Regions from separate parts of the Capra hircus genome. Here region 2 is linked to region 1. Evidence: chromatin contacts called from public Hi-C data. All regions are on one chromosome and are shown on one strand. Each heading gives the region's core, a stretch centred on a gene start, on an enhancer-like site or on the middle of the called end of the contact. The rest is flanking DNA. Distances are from core to core; before and after follow the strand shown.

Evidence for each region. Hi-C and Micro-C count contacts between places; a contact is called where the count stands out from the background.
Region 2: a contact with region 1 is called in a Hi-C map of liver, with 2.6 times the contacts expected there. The contact joins the promoter of CDNF here to the enhancer-like site in region 1. A contact is called at or near these places in 3 of 5 Hi-C or Micro-C datasets (blood and liver).

What each region holds. Positions count from the first base shown.
Region 1 is chr13:28,554,909-28,561,496 of ARS1.2, reverse strand. All of the region lies in intron 2 of FAM107B (protein FAM107B), which reads left to right. Among named protein-coding and RNA genes, the nearest start is that of FAM107B, 190 kb to the left of the region's middle. Within about 2 kb of position 4,201, at least 1 of the 5 cell types and tissues checked has an H3K27ac peak or open chromatin away from gene starts, as enhancers often do.
Region 2 is chr13:28,805,023-28,811,610 of ARS1.2, reverse strand. CDNF (cerebral dopamine neurotrophic factor) reads left to right here and starts at 4,079. Exons shown (of 4, transcript XM_018057133.1): 1 at 4,079-4,263. The coding sequence starts at 4,149. It overlaps HSPA14 (heat shock 70 kDa protein 14), which reads right to left and starts at 3,909. Exons shown (of 14, transcript XM_005687958.3): 1 at 3,627-3,909; 2 at 2,446-2,526; 3 at 2,291-2,373. The coding sequence starts at 3,683.

The DNA of each region.
Region 1 (6,588 bases), core at 2,952-5,451:
ACAGGGTTTCTGTTTACTGTGCTTAGTTGCTCAGTCCTGTCCAACTCTTTGTGACCCCATGGACTGTAGCCCATCAGTCTCCTCTGTCCATGAGGATTCTCCATGCAAGAATACTAGAGTAGCTTGCCATGTTCTCCTCCACAGGATCTTCCCAACCCAGGGATCAAACCCAGGTCTCCCACATTGCGGGTAGATTTTTACCTACTGAGGCATCAGGAGATGCCTGGAGTGGGTAGCCTATCCCTTCTCCAGGGGATCTTCCCCACCCAGGATTCGAACTAGGGTCTCCTGCATTGCAGGCAGAGTCTTTACCAGCTGCGCTACCAGGGAAGCCCTAGTTGTTACCTGTGGCCAGCGACAGCACTTGTCACAGATGACACTTACGGAAGGCTTACCGTTTCCAGGCCCCGAGGTGGGTGTGCCCGTCTCGTCTGTTCTTCATAACCGTAGAAGAGGATCTGCCTTTCCTCTTCCTCTTCCTTCTTCCTCTTCTTCCACTGCTCCTCCGCCTCCTCTTCTCCATCTTCTTCCCCTTCCTTTCTTCTTCTTCTTTTTAACTGGTGAGGAAACATAACCCCAAATCACACTTACAGTAAATGAGAGCTGGAATTTAGACCCATTTGGTGTGATCGGAGCCTACATCCTTGAAGCTGTCTGAGCTCAGAGGGAATGGGGAGACTTACACGGAATAGAAACTCCTGCCTCACTGGGCCATTGTGAGGCTTAAGTGATGGGGAGACGCTTATGCAGAACACCGAGAGATGATGCATAGTGACTCCACAGTGGATTCCTCTTGTGGCTTGTCTCTGATGCTTTTGCTAACAGTGCTGAGGGTCTGGGTGAGGTGGCCCTGCTCCACCAGGCGTCATCCTGGAAACGGACACCGTGTTATTTGTGGAGCCATCGCCACCTACTGGTTGGTCCCGTCTCACTTGGTCCAGTTGAGATCTTAAACGTGGGCACGTGTTCTGTCTTCCCAAGGTTTCTCTTGCCTTCGTTCCCATCTTCTAAATATAAAATGTGTGCCTTATTTTTTTAATATAAAAATACGTTCTTTAAGGATGAGAAAACGAGTTTGGTATTTTCCCAAGCACGTCACTGTTTGGCAAGCGTGTGGCAGCATCTCTGTGGCCAGTTTATTGCGAGTCTGAAATTCCAGCAGCGGTGGGCCCGGCACAGTTGGAAAAGCCACGTTTCTGAGCTCGCGTGGATTGCTCTGGTTCGGCGTCACTTGTCTGCCTTTGTTGAGTTTGTGGCCACGAAGGTCATCTGGGCACTTGTCTGATGCCTTTGGGTCCCAGATAGTGCCACGATCTCCTGTCAACAAGACTGAATCTTCAGGTTGTTCCCAGGCTCAGGAGTTTTGTAAGTGAAGCCCTTGGGTGTTTGGGAGAAATTCCCATTTTAACTCACTTTCTGCTCTCTCAAGGCCTTCCTCCTCACAACCAGGCTCCCTTCTGGGAACTGTGGGTGCTGAGGGAGACTGCCATGGCTCCAGGGACAGTCCTTTGCTCTTCCAGGTTGACCCGAGCCTGGACTTGGCTGGTGTGCAAGCTTAAGTGACTTGGATTTTTCCAAGTAAATCTCTTAGAGACAGCCTGGGAAACAAATGCTCTTAAAAACTTCCTGGGAATTACTTTCCCAGAAGTTGCAGTACTTCAGACATTTAATTGTTTAGCTTCGGTTTGGTTCTGGTATAGCTGTAACCTGCATGCACTGATAGGTTTCAGGTGTTGTTTTCTAAAGGATTCATTTATGAGTGCTTTAGATAGATTTTAAATATTGAGGTGGACATGGAACTTAGCATAATCTGTAAATTTTGATTTTTTTCCTCTCAGAGGATTGTTTTATTTTATAGTATAAATATAACTTTGATATGTACTGAGGTGAAGTGAAGTGAAAGTCGCTCAGTCATGTCTGACTCTTTGTGACCCCATGGGCTATACAGTCTATGGAGTTCTCCAGGCCAGAATACTGGAGTGGGTAGCTTTTCTCTTCTCCAGGGGATCTTCCTAACCCAGGGATCGAATCCAAGTCTCTTGCATTGCAGGTGGATTCTTTACCAGCTGAGCCATGAGGGAAGACCCCAAAATTTGGGTGACTTGTTTTATTTCAGTACTCAGTTTATTGTGGTCTAGAACCAAACCTGCAATATCTCCGAGGACTAAGTTTTAACTTTTATCTTTGTGGGAATTCCCTGGTGGCCTAGGGGCTAGGACTATGAATTAATGAGTATCTGGGTTCAGTCCCTGGTCAGGGAACTAAGATTCCCACAAGCCCTACAAAAAAAATAATAAAATTATCTTTGTGATGTAGAAATTTGAAAATGAACTCCTGGAGCCAGGAATAGTCTAATGGGAAACCCAGATGCAGTGAATGTTTATTCATCCAGTTGTGGAATTTTTCTGTGGGGATGGTTATTCACCTCTGAAAAGCAGTCAACACAAAATACCCGGGACTAGCAGAGGCCTGGACCCACGGTTAACTTTTGAAAAGGGGAAAAATGCAAAGAAGGACTCAAGAGGGCATCTATAAGGCTGGAATTCCCCTCTCTTCTGGGGCAGTGGAGTTTAGTAATGATTTTGCTCATTCACAGGAATCAAAGGCAGAATTCTCATCAGGTTACATTTTTAGTGTACAGTGTTAGTGTCTGTCTAAAATGCAAATCTGTGTTTTTATTCCTCAGCTTAAAATCTTTCACTGAATCCCCTCGACCTCAAAACAGCATCAGAGTTTCTCAACATCAGCCCTGTCCCCTTGGTACATGCCTTACACTGCAGCCAGAGCCATTCAGAACTCCATGTGCGTGTGATAGACTTCACATTTTGCAGAAAGGTCTTAATGTCGGTAGCATGAACGGGTCTTAGAACCATTGAAAGTTACCATCGACTGTGGCTTACATGAGGGGAGGGGGTGAGTAAACCTAGGGAGACTTCCCAGTGAGTTAGGGGATTGTAAAGAATGCTTTATTATCATTAAAACAAGCAAACACACCAGCAAACAGCAATGAGATTTAATGGGCTCCATCATTTAAAAGAAGAAAAAGCTTTTAAAAAAAGGAAAAAGTTACCAGAGAGAACATGAAGGGGGCTTCTCTACTGAGCTGACCCTCATTTTCCTTCACTGACTTGATAGTTTTTAAGAAATCCCTTTATGAATCAGTTACTGGTCCAGGTGCGTGTATCTGATAAGAGTGTCTTCATGTTAATTTCTGGAAGAAGGTTTCATGTAGCAATACTGATATCCATTTCAAAGTGCCTTTACTTCCAGACATTTTTCTGTCTCCTCTTTCCTTCTGGGCTGTGGATTACTGGTTGCTCAGGCTTTAAGCCACGTTGCTTGAGACTCCAGGCAGCTCCGGGGCTCCCTCTCCTGGTGGTTCTTCCTGGATTCTGTTCCTTCATTTAAGGATTAGTCTTCGACCCAGTGCAATGTATCTGGTAACTCAGACTGTAAAGAATCTGCTCGCAGTGCGGGAGACCTGGGTTCGATTCCTGGGTCGGGAAGATCCCTTGGAGAAGAGAATGGCAACTCACTGCAGTATTTTTGCCTGGAGAATTCCACAGACAAGAGTCTGAGACTGGTGGGCTACCGTCCGTGGGGTTGCAGACTCAGACACAGTCGTGCGACTGAGTGCGCACCCACACAGGAGTGGGGAGCAGTTCATGGGTGCAGGGCCTCTATCGTGTACAGTTTTCAGGGCCACCTTCCTTCTCATACATAACCTTTCCCAGACCCCAGCATGGTTCACTCCCTGTGACCACAGCTTTCCCCTCAGACTAGTTTGCAGTCTCGCTTGAGGTCTGTACACTTGACTCAGGCTGGGGCCCCCTTTCCTGTCTCCACTTGGATGAAGGACAAACCAGGGAGAGAGAAGAAGGAAGAAGTCTGTGCCTTCGTTTATGGGCAGAGCTCCCTCAGCCGCTGCCCACCCGTGGCCTGTCTGCCTCTGTCCAGCAGGAGACAGGCCGATTCTGTCTCAGGCCTCTCTGCCAGTGGAAAAAGAGAGGCTTCTCAGGCCCCTCGTCTTAAGAGAAAGTGAAGAAGAATGCAAGCTAGAGCTTGTGCTCTAGGCTCAGAGCTGAAGTCTGCTCGCTGTGTGCACAGGAAGCTCAATCTGTCTCTTGCCGCCAAGGCCCCAGACAGTGAGCCCCAGCCCTGCCCCCTGGGAGCCAGGGGCAGTGGGCATCTGTGTGGCCTCCTGTCATGGGAATAGTGGGAGTGGAGGGTTGGGGGGTTGTGGGAGAGGTGAAGTGAGAGACCCCGGCAGTCACTTAGTAGGACCAGGAAGGAGCCCCCCAGGGTCTGGGCCCTCACTGCCTCAGCTGCTTCCCTCAGTCACCCGGGTGTCCAGGGACATCTCCAACCCAGCATGTCCCAAAGGGAGCTCCTGACCTCACTCCCGTCTGCTGTGCTCACAGCCTCCACCACAGCAGCTCTGTCCTCGTTGCTCAGGCCAGAGCCCTTGGAGGCACCCTCGACCCCTCTGTGTGTCTCACTCCTGGTGTACAGTCCTTCAGGAAGTCCCAAGCGCTGAAATGAAATGACATCCGGTCTGCTGCACCCATCTCTCACCTGGGTCCCCTGACAGCTGCCTCCTGGAGTCTTTCCTTGGCTGTGCTGGGCCTGTCCTACACTCGGCTAGAATAATTGTCCAGACACATGAGTCAGAGCTCGTCCCTTCCTGCTCAGAGCCCTGAATGGTTCTTTGCTGTCACTCAGGGCAAAAGCCAGAGCGCTGGCACTGGCCTTCAAGTCCCCGCATCGAATCCCACCCCTCTCTGGTGCCCCCACTGGTCCCCCTCCATCCCCACCTTCACTCATGTCCCTCCTTCCTCAGATGCATCAGGCGTGCTCCTGACTCTCTATTCCCCGAGTCTGGAACACTCTTCTCCCCAGGTCTACAGGCTCCCCTACCCTGCTGACACCTTGACCTCAGGAGGCAGGAATCTGGATGTGAGGTCGGGGAGATTATCCTTGGTTTAGGACAGAGGGACTAATCCTTTTATGGCAGCTCATTGCCTTCTTGTCTACTGATTAACTAGATGAAACTGCTGTTGGCTTTTAAACAAAATCAAGACTGCCTGCAGGTCTGTCTGGCACTTCTCCAGTCTCCACTAAGGAGTGCATTCTCTGAGGGGCCAGTTCAAATAGGCAGGCTGATGTGATGGGATCGCTGACCTATGACAGGCCCAATTCGTGAGTTTCCATTTGGGGGAGGCTGCAGACATACTTGTCTTTTAAAAGATCAATGCAGGTAGCATTTAAGGAATATTTGGTTTAATCTGTTAGATGGGGTGGTGGTGGTTTAGTTGCTAAGTCGTTTTTGACTCTTGCAACCCCATGGACTGTAGCCTGCCAGGCTCCTCTGTCCATGGGATTCTCCAGGCAAGACTACTGGAGTGGGTTGCCATTTCCTTCTCCAGGGGATCTTCCCAACCCAGGAATCGAACCCGGGTCTACTGCACTGCAGGCAGATGCTTTACTAACTGAGCTACGAGGGAAGCCCAGTCTGTTAGATACGTGTGTATTATTGCTTGGCCGTGCATTTATACCTAAAATACACAAATGATGCAGCCACAGTGTTTCTGTTTTAGTTGATTTAATTTATTCTTTTTCCCTCTTTATTTCATGTCAATTTTCAAAAGATCTTTCTATTAAAAATAGGAAAAATTGTAATTTGGGAGACAGAACATGAGTTTTCAGATCAGAGAGTGTTAATTTTCATTTTTTTTTCAAGTCTGAGATTTACACTATTGGCAAAATTAGCTTAGGCAAGTTATTTTAACTTTTATTCCTCTGTTTATTGTCTGTGAAATAAAGATTCTAGTGCTTCTGTTCATAGGACTGTCACTGGGATCAGGTGTGATCACGTACCCACAGGTGCTGTATCTAAAGTGTTGGGAAATTGTTGGCTGCTGTTGAGGACAGTTCAGAGATTCAGGAAACATCACTGATGACTTTGAGACCCAAGACTCCTACTTGTAGCTACCGGCCTCTGGACCCGTTTTACTTATTTCTAAATTCTACTTGAGATTGCATCTTTATTCTTTTCGATTATACCCCCACTCCCCCACCCCCATGCCAGAGTCCATGGAAGCACATAGCCACATCTCTCCTGCCTGCACCCCTGCCCCGTGTGTACACACACACACACACACACACACTCTCTCTCTGTCTTTCACTTGGGTATTTGCTTGGGGCATTGATTTCATGGGCAGAAATAAAGATGGAGTCTGTCTTCCATCCAGGAGCTTGCTCACAGGGGCTCTGTCTTCTTTCTGTTTATTACAGATTTGATTAAGTTCAAAGTTTATTCAGCTTCTGCCATGTGCCAGACACTTGGCTGGACCCTCGGATTTAAAGCTGGAGACAAAGTGTTTCTGGCCCTTTCACAGACTAGACAGACATGTATGGTTACGGCGTGTGCGTGCACGAGTGCTCACTTGCTCAGTCGTTTCTGACTCTTTTGTGGCCCTGTGGACCGCAGTCTGCCAGGCTCCCCTGTCCATGGGATTCTGCAGACAAGAATGCTGGAGTGAGTTGCCATTTCCTTCTCCAGGTGATCTTCCCAGGTCAGGGATTAAA
Region 2 (6,588 bases), core at 2,830-5,329, 250 kb before region 1:
TTCGTGTCTCTTGTCTGGACCACCGGATGCCCGCACTGCTATTGGAAGTGGCCATGGCGGACTGGGAAAAAAGGCTAGCTGGAGGAGGCTCCTGGGCAGGAGGGTGCCGACCTGAAGGTGTGAGGAGTTTCTGTGTGCTCCAGTCTATCTCCAGGAGCCGGCCGCTTCTTCCCTCTCTGGGCTAATTGCTGAGAAGCCAGGTCGGAGGACCGCATTTCTGGCTGGAAGGCCACAGGGGAATCAAAGTTACAGGAACGGTGTAAGGATAATTGTGGCAGTAAGTTAAGCGGTGCTACCTGTAAGTAGGTTGCAAAGAGAAAGGATGCCAGGGTTGAGAAAAGCCCAACTCTGGGAGTTCGCTCAGGATGCGGACCAAGGGCTACAAAGGGCCTTACTGGCTTGGCAACAAGGGGACTGGCTTCTCCACAAAAGGCAGGATGCTTCCAAGGCTGAGACCTGGAACCACCGTGTATCTGTAAAAATCACCATTGTCTTGTAAGTAGATAGACCAACAGGGGCGGGGATGCCTGGATCCTGAGGCACATCACTCTGGAGAAGGGATAGCAGGACAGCAGTGCAGTAATACGTGTCTGCTGCGGCTCACTCCTCACTAACCTCGGCCTGGGTGGTACGCTATGCTATCTATGTATTACCCATCTGACTGTCACCACTGCACGCCTTTGTTAAAAGGTAACTTCCAGGGCAAGAAAAGCAAGCTAAAGTTGTTCTCACTAATACAAAGCTTTTTGCATAATATGGCAGAAGACATCCACATCTTTATCTCCACCACCTGCCCCCAAATATCAAGAAAACCCAAAAAGGGCTCCCAAAGAGATGCACCTATAGAACTATTCTGAATTTTGACAGTGTCAATGCCAGTACCCTGGTTGTGATAGTGTAGTATAGTTTTTTCAAGATGTTTCCAGTTGGGAGAAAATGGTTAATCCAGAAATAGATTGGATCTCTCTGTATTATTTCTTGCAACAATGTAAATCTATCATTATCTCAAAATAAAAAAGTTTAATTATAAAAAACATTGTTGGCTGCTTACTTCCTGCCATTGTTTTTTCAGTTTACAATTTGAAAAATTTTGACAGCAACTCAGTTTATTTTCAATATGCTCAGTACTAAGTTTAGTCAACAGATAAATGGATATGGGAGTGTATGTATCTTCACAACAATTTGAATTCTCTCCAAAACACTACAGTTTTTGACTTAATCACAGATATTCTAAAGAAAAAAAATGAGCATCAAGTTCAACTTATCTAAATATAGGTAAAAGATAGTAAAAAAATAAAAAAATTTGTATGTATAAAATATATATATAAATTTAATCCATGACTTCCCAAACCTAAAAACAACACAAGGAAATTTCTACTTAAATTCTCACCTGAATAAGGTAGAAAGGAAAGAACCTGACGTTAAGAATTAGGCGTCCTGGACCACAGTCCTGTAGAGTTCACCCCACTAAACTAATTTAGGGACACTGTAACTTCTGCGTGCTTTGACTTTCTTATCCAGAAATGAGGAGGTATAAAATCTGCCGTACCAATCTTACAGGGATTTCTTTGGATTAAATAATAGATGTGAAAGCACTTTGAAAATTTAAAAACACTATATTACATATTAAAACTCCAATGAAAACAAAAACCCATAATTTATAAGTATAATTTGAGGTAATCTATAATTTGAGGAGACAGAAGTCTGGGGAAGCAGGCCTCTTTTATCTTTTAATTAAAGTTATAGCAGATGATTAACCTGATTCTTAAGACATTAATTAAGCTGTTTTCCCTAATGATTAAATGTGTAAGCCAACTGGAAAAGTTAGTTCCCAGAAAGTGTCACAAAGAGATCTGAAGAAGAAAATCAATAGCTTCTACATAAATATTCACCAATTACAATCGACTTCACAAAATTCAACTATAGTGCAAAGAAATCTTCAAATTCCCACTCAATCTCCCAGTTTAAAAAGAGTACTGTAAAAACGTGTTAAGTTCAAACTGCCACCTCTGAATGACACAAATTATCAAAACTAAATGCACACTAGCATCTACCAATACTAACAGACCTGTAAGTGAGAAGCAAATGTCTCCGTGAATTCCATCTTTCAGAAAATTCAGCACTAATATCAAAAGATAACAGCCTACTGGGGAATTCTGTGAAATGACTCAGTCACTAAACACAGCGAAAAACACACTGGTGTTTCTAGTTTCATTTCAAATTATGCTTACATTCAAATTATAAACATGTTTTTTGTTACCATAGGTCAAAGTATTATTTTACTCCATACCTTCTGCCAAGGATCTGCTTGACTTTCATTACTGTGTTTGAAATATTCCTTATTCTACTTTGTTTTGCTGCCAATCCAACAACCTGAAAAAGAGCAATCTATTAAATATGTCATTTTATACTTATTTCAAGGTACAAAAATGAGGAGAATGGTACCTCTTCATGTTTTGAGTAAGCAACAATGGCTGGAGTAACTCTGTCGCCTGCATCATTTGCAACCACATCAGCCCGGCCATCCTAGAGGTAAACACACAACTGTATTAGTTATTCTGAAATGAAATACATAGTCTCCTTAGATACATTCAGACATATGTGGAGCCCTGTGACTGACATATACATGGAAACAAAAACTGCTTTACTGTATTTCCTAGATCTTAAGAAGACCAGACTTCTACAACCAGCTGCCTCTTTTCAGTCTGTTCTGCATAGCTGATAACAGAAAAGACGTAATAATAACCTCTCCATATAAAATAACGTGTTAATACATTAACCTTTCTATCCCTTCTCCTTTTCCCTGTAAACGCTCATCCTTCTTCTCTCTTTTTACATATGATGAATTAGCAACAATCCTTCGGCCTTTCCTTACAAATCATTTGACGTTTAACCGTGAGACGAGTATCAGGGCTGTCCCTTATTATTGTTCCTTCCGCCTCCCCACAGACGAGAAGAAGCCCTAAACTCCTAGTCACACACTCATTTCCAGAAAGGACAAGTGAATAGAGCACACACCATCAACTAGCTTCCTACGCTTCTCGGGATTAACAGGTCCAGTTCCAGATCGCGGCCACCTTGCTCCTTCTTGGCAAACGTCCAGAAACCTCCGGGTACCAGACGCTCGGGTCTCCCATCCCGGCCTCCTGCGTCCATGAGGTCCCCAGGTCCGCCTTCCTCCTCTAGGCTTGCAGCGCCCAGGACGTGGCCGGGTCCGTCCCCACCCCCGGGGGGGACTCCAGCTCCCAGCGTGTCCCTGGGTCCTCCCCCCAAACCCCCGGGGCCTCAAGCGCCCAGGACGTTCCCGGGTCCGCCCCCGCCCCGGGGCCTCCGGCGCCCAGAAAGTCCCTGGGTCCGCCCCTGGGCTTGGAGGCCTTCGGAACACAGGATGTCGTCCGGTCCTCCTGCGCCCAGGATGTGCTGGGTCCGCAGCTGCCTTTCCTGAGGGCCGCGGGGGAAGAGGCCGAGTCCGCCCAGCCCTTAGCCCCAAGACTTCCTCGCAGAATCGCCTCTTCGTGCGACGTCCCTAGGCCGGCGACACGCCGTTCACAACCCCGCAGACCAAAGGACTTGGCCTCGTACCCAAAGGACGCTGCACCCGCAACCCAGCTCCCCGAGGCCCTCACCTTATAGACGGCCACACAAGCTGATGTGCAGCCCAGGTGAACCCCGATGGCCGCCATGAGGCGGCAGAGACGCCGACAACACTAACGGGTGGTTTCCCAGCAGCAACAGCGCCGGGCCGCAGCACAGCCCCATCAGGCACCGCGGAGACTTCACGTTCCCGTCCACCCACTGCGCCCCGGCCCTCGCCGAGGCCGCCCGCGTCGCCGCCAATCAGCGTGAAGGTCCCGCCTTTTCTGTCGCGCAGTCGGCGATTAGCTATTGTGAGTCTCTCCCCGCCGGAGCAGCACCGCTTGAGCGATATTGCGCACGCGCAGATCGGGGATGGGTAACGAAACGGCTCCTTCGTCCCACCCCTTTTTCCTGAGAGCCAATGGAAACTCACGGTTGAGTTGCGTCATTTGTCCTAGCAACTTCGGGTAGATTCATTGTATCCCAGGCTCCGCGCTGCTGCGTACTACGGGCGGTACCCGGGCGGCTGTTCTTTTCGTAGGTGGCGAGGAGTTTGAAACTGCTGGCTCAGCATGTGGTGCGGCGGCGCAGCCGCAATGGTGGCCTTTTGCGCCGGACTTTGGGTCTCTAACCCGGGGCGGGCGCAGGGCCAGGAGGCCGGGGGAATCCCGGGCGCCGACTGTGAAGGTGAGCGGTGTGAGACCTGCTTGCATGGCGATGTCACCAGGTCACAGCGCAGCTGTTGTTAGCTTTGGCGTCTCCCAGCCTTGGCTATTAATAACATTGCACTCAGGAATGCGGGCCCTGGCCCTGGTTTCTGATCGCCTTCGTCCAAGCCTAGGCAAAAGTTCGAGCTGGGCCCAGTGACACCTTCAGACTGCGTTCTTGGTCTTGCTCTATTAAACCGCCGCTGTCAAAGCTGGTGCGTTTAGATTTGGGCTCAATTTTGTGCACACACGTCTAGCTGCAGAGGCACGTGCTGTCCTAACCGGCAACACTTGTAGTGCACAGAAGTCTTTAAGTTCAAATTAGTTTGTAACTCCCAAAAAGACAAAACGTGACAAACTCTCTGTAACTGAGGTGAAATGGCTTAAATCAGAGGACAGAATTAACATTTGTTAGGACTTCAAAGGGAAAAGGTGCTTTACAAAGGAGTACTTTAACTGGTTAGAAAAAGGAATACAGAATGAGTCCTTTGCTGTTCACAGAATCTCCTCTGTGGACTTGCAGCTAGAATATATGGGTCTATGTCCCACTCAGCCTTCTGGCTCCAACTGGCACTGTAACTGGTTCTTGAAAAATCAACGTGATAATCCTATCTCAGAGGGCTGTTAACGAGATCAAAGAAGATAATCAGCTGTGCTAGCTCCTCCCTCTCTGGGTTTTCCTTGTGGCTCAGCTGGTAAAGAATCTGCCTGCAATCAGGGAGACCTGGGTTCGATCCCTGGATTGGGAAGATCCCCTGGAGAAGGGAAAGGCTACCCACTCCAGTATTCTCGCCAGGAGAATTCCATGGACTGTATAGTCTATGGGGTCGCAGAGTCGGACACGACTGAGCTACTTTGACTTTAAGCCCCTTCCTCCTGGGCTATTGGAGCACTTACCTCGTGTTTAATTCATTGAAATAATTACCTTAGATGTATATCCTTCACTTAGCCCTAAGCCTGAAAATCTATTCTCACATAACAGGAAATGATAACCTCACAATACATGTTGAATGAATGGGTAACTACAGACTGTACCATATAAGTGAATAAGTCTTCACTATTGGAGTCCAGTTTTCTGTGGGCCCTGCAATAATTAAGCTTTTCTCCAGAAATTTAAAATACCTACATGATGTTATTATCAAACTTTAGATACAGGCAGTTACTCAGCTAAATATCGTAATTTTGTTTAAAGGTCCTGTATAACTTAACTTGGTCCTACACATATAAAGCAGAACTTATAAGGCATAAACAATTGATTGGATTAATCATTAGCAGTTTAGTTTCCGGAGTTTCTACTTACAAACATTTCAGAAGAGCCAGAACATATGGATTAATTAAATCTGAAGCTTCTAACTTGAATTTATTACAGCATATTGTGATTATTAACCTGCATGTCTGACTAACCTGGGTGTGTGTTCCCCTTTGTTAACACTGTAGAATCATAGCGAAGGAAATGCTGGTTTTAGAACAAAACAAAAAAATCTAGATCTGGGTCTGTTTCTGCTTATGAGTCTTTATCATTAGCCAATTAACTTCCCATCGTAAGATTAAAATGCTATACTATACATAATGTAGAGCAAATTTCCATTCTTATCATGACTATTCTGTGGCATGGGACACCACTGATTTCTTTTATCAATAAAAAAACTGACAAAACATCAAAATTAATTGGCTGTATTTTGAAATTTGGAGATGTCATATTTAAAAATTCAGATTCTGACTTATCTTGAAAACCAGGTTACCAGTCAAGACTAGCCCATCTGTCTAATTCCATATAGTGGGAATTAGCTGTGGCTGCTCTTTTCAGAAAGGACAGCCCATTGGTGCTTGGATTGGTTTACCCATTCATTTTATCTGCCTGAGTCCTGAGAATATTTAAGTTTCTGATTGTTGTAGGTCATGTGAAGCTTATTGAAAAAAAAAAGTAAATATTTCTGAATCTCATTTAAAGGATAGTATTATGGGACTATTAAAATTCTTTTTTACTTTGATAATTATATATTCACTTATGGGACTAATTTTAATAAATCAAACCCTATAGCATAAGTAAAAGGAGTATGGTTATCTGGTTAAATACATGCCAGAATCCTTAAACTAATTTGTTAGTTGATTTATAGTGATATTACTCTCTTCATGTAAGCACAAGGAATCTTTTCCATTCTTACTGTGACTTCTCTTTGCCATGGGACACCCCTGACTTTCTCAGAAATTTTCTTCTCTCCCTTTTGGCCATGCCAGGTGGCATGTGGATGTTAGTTCCTCTACCAGGGATGGAACCTGCACCCCCTGCAGTGGAATGGTAGAG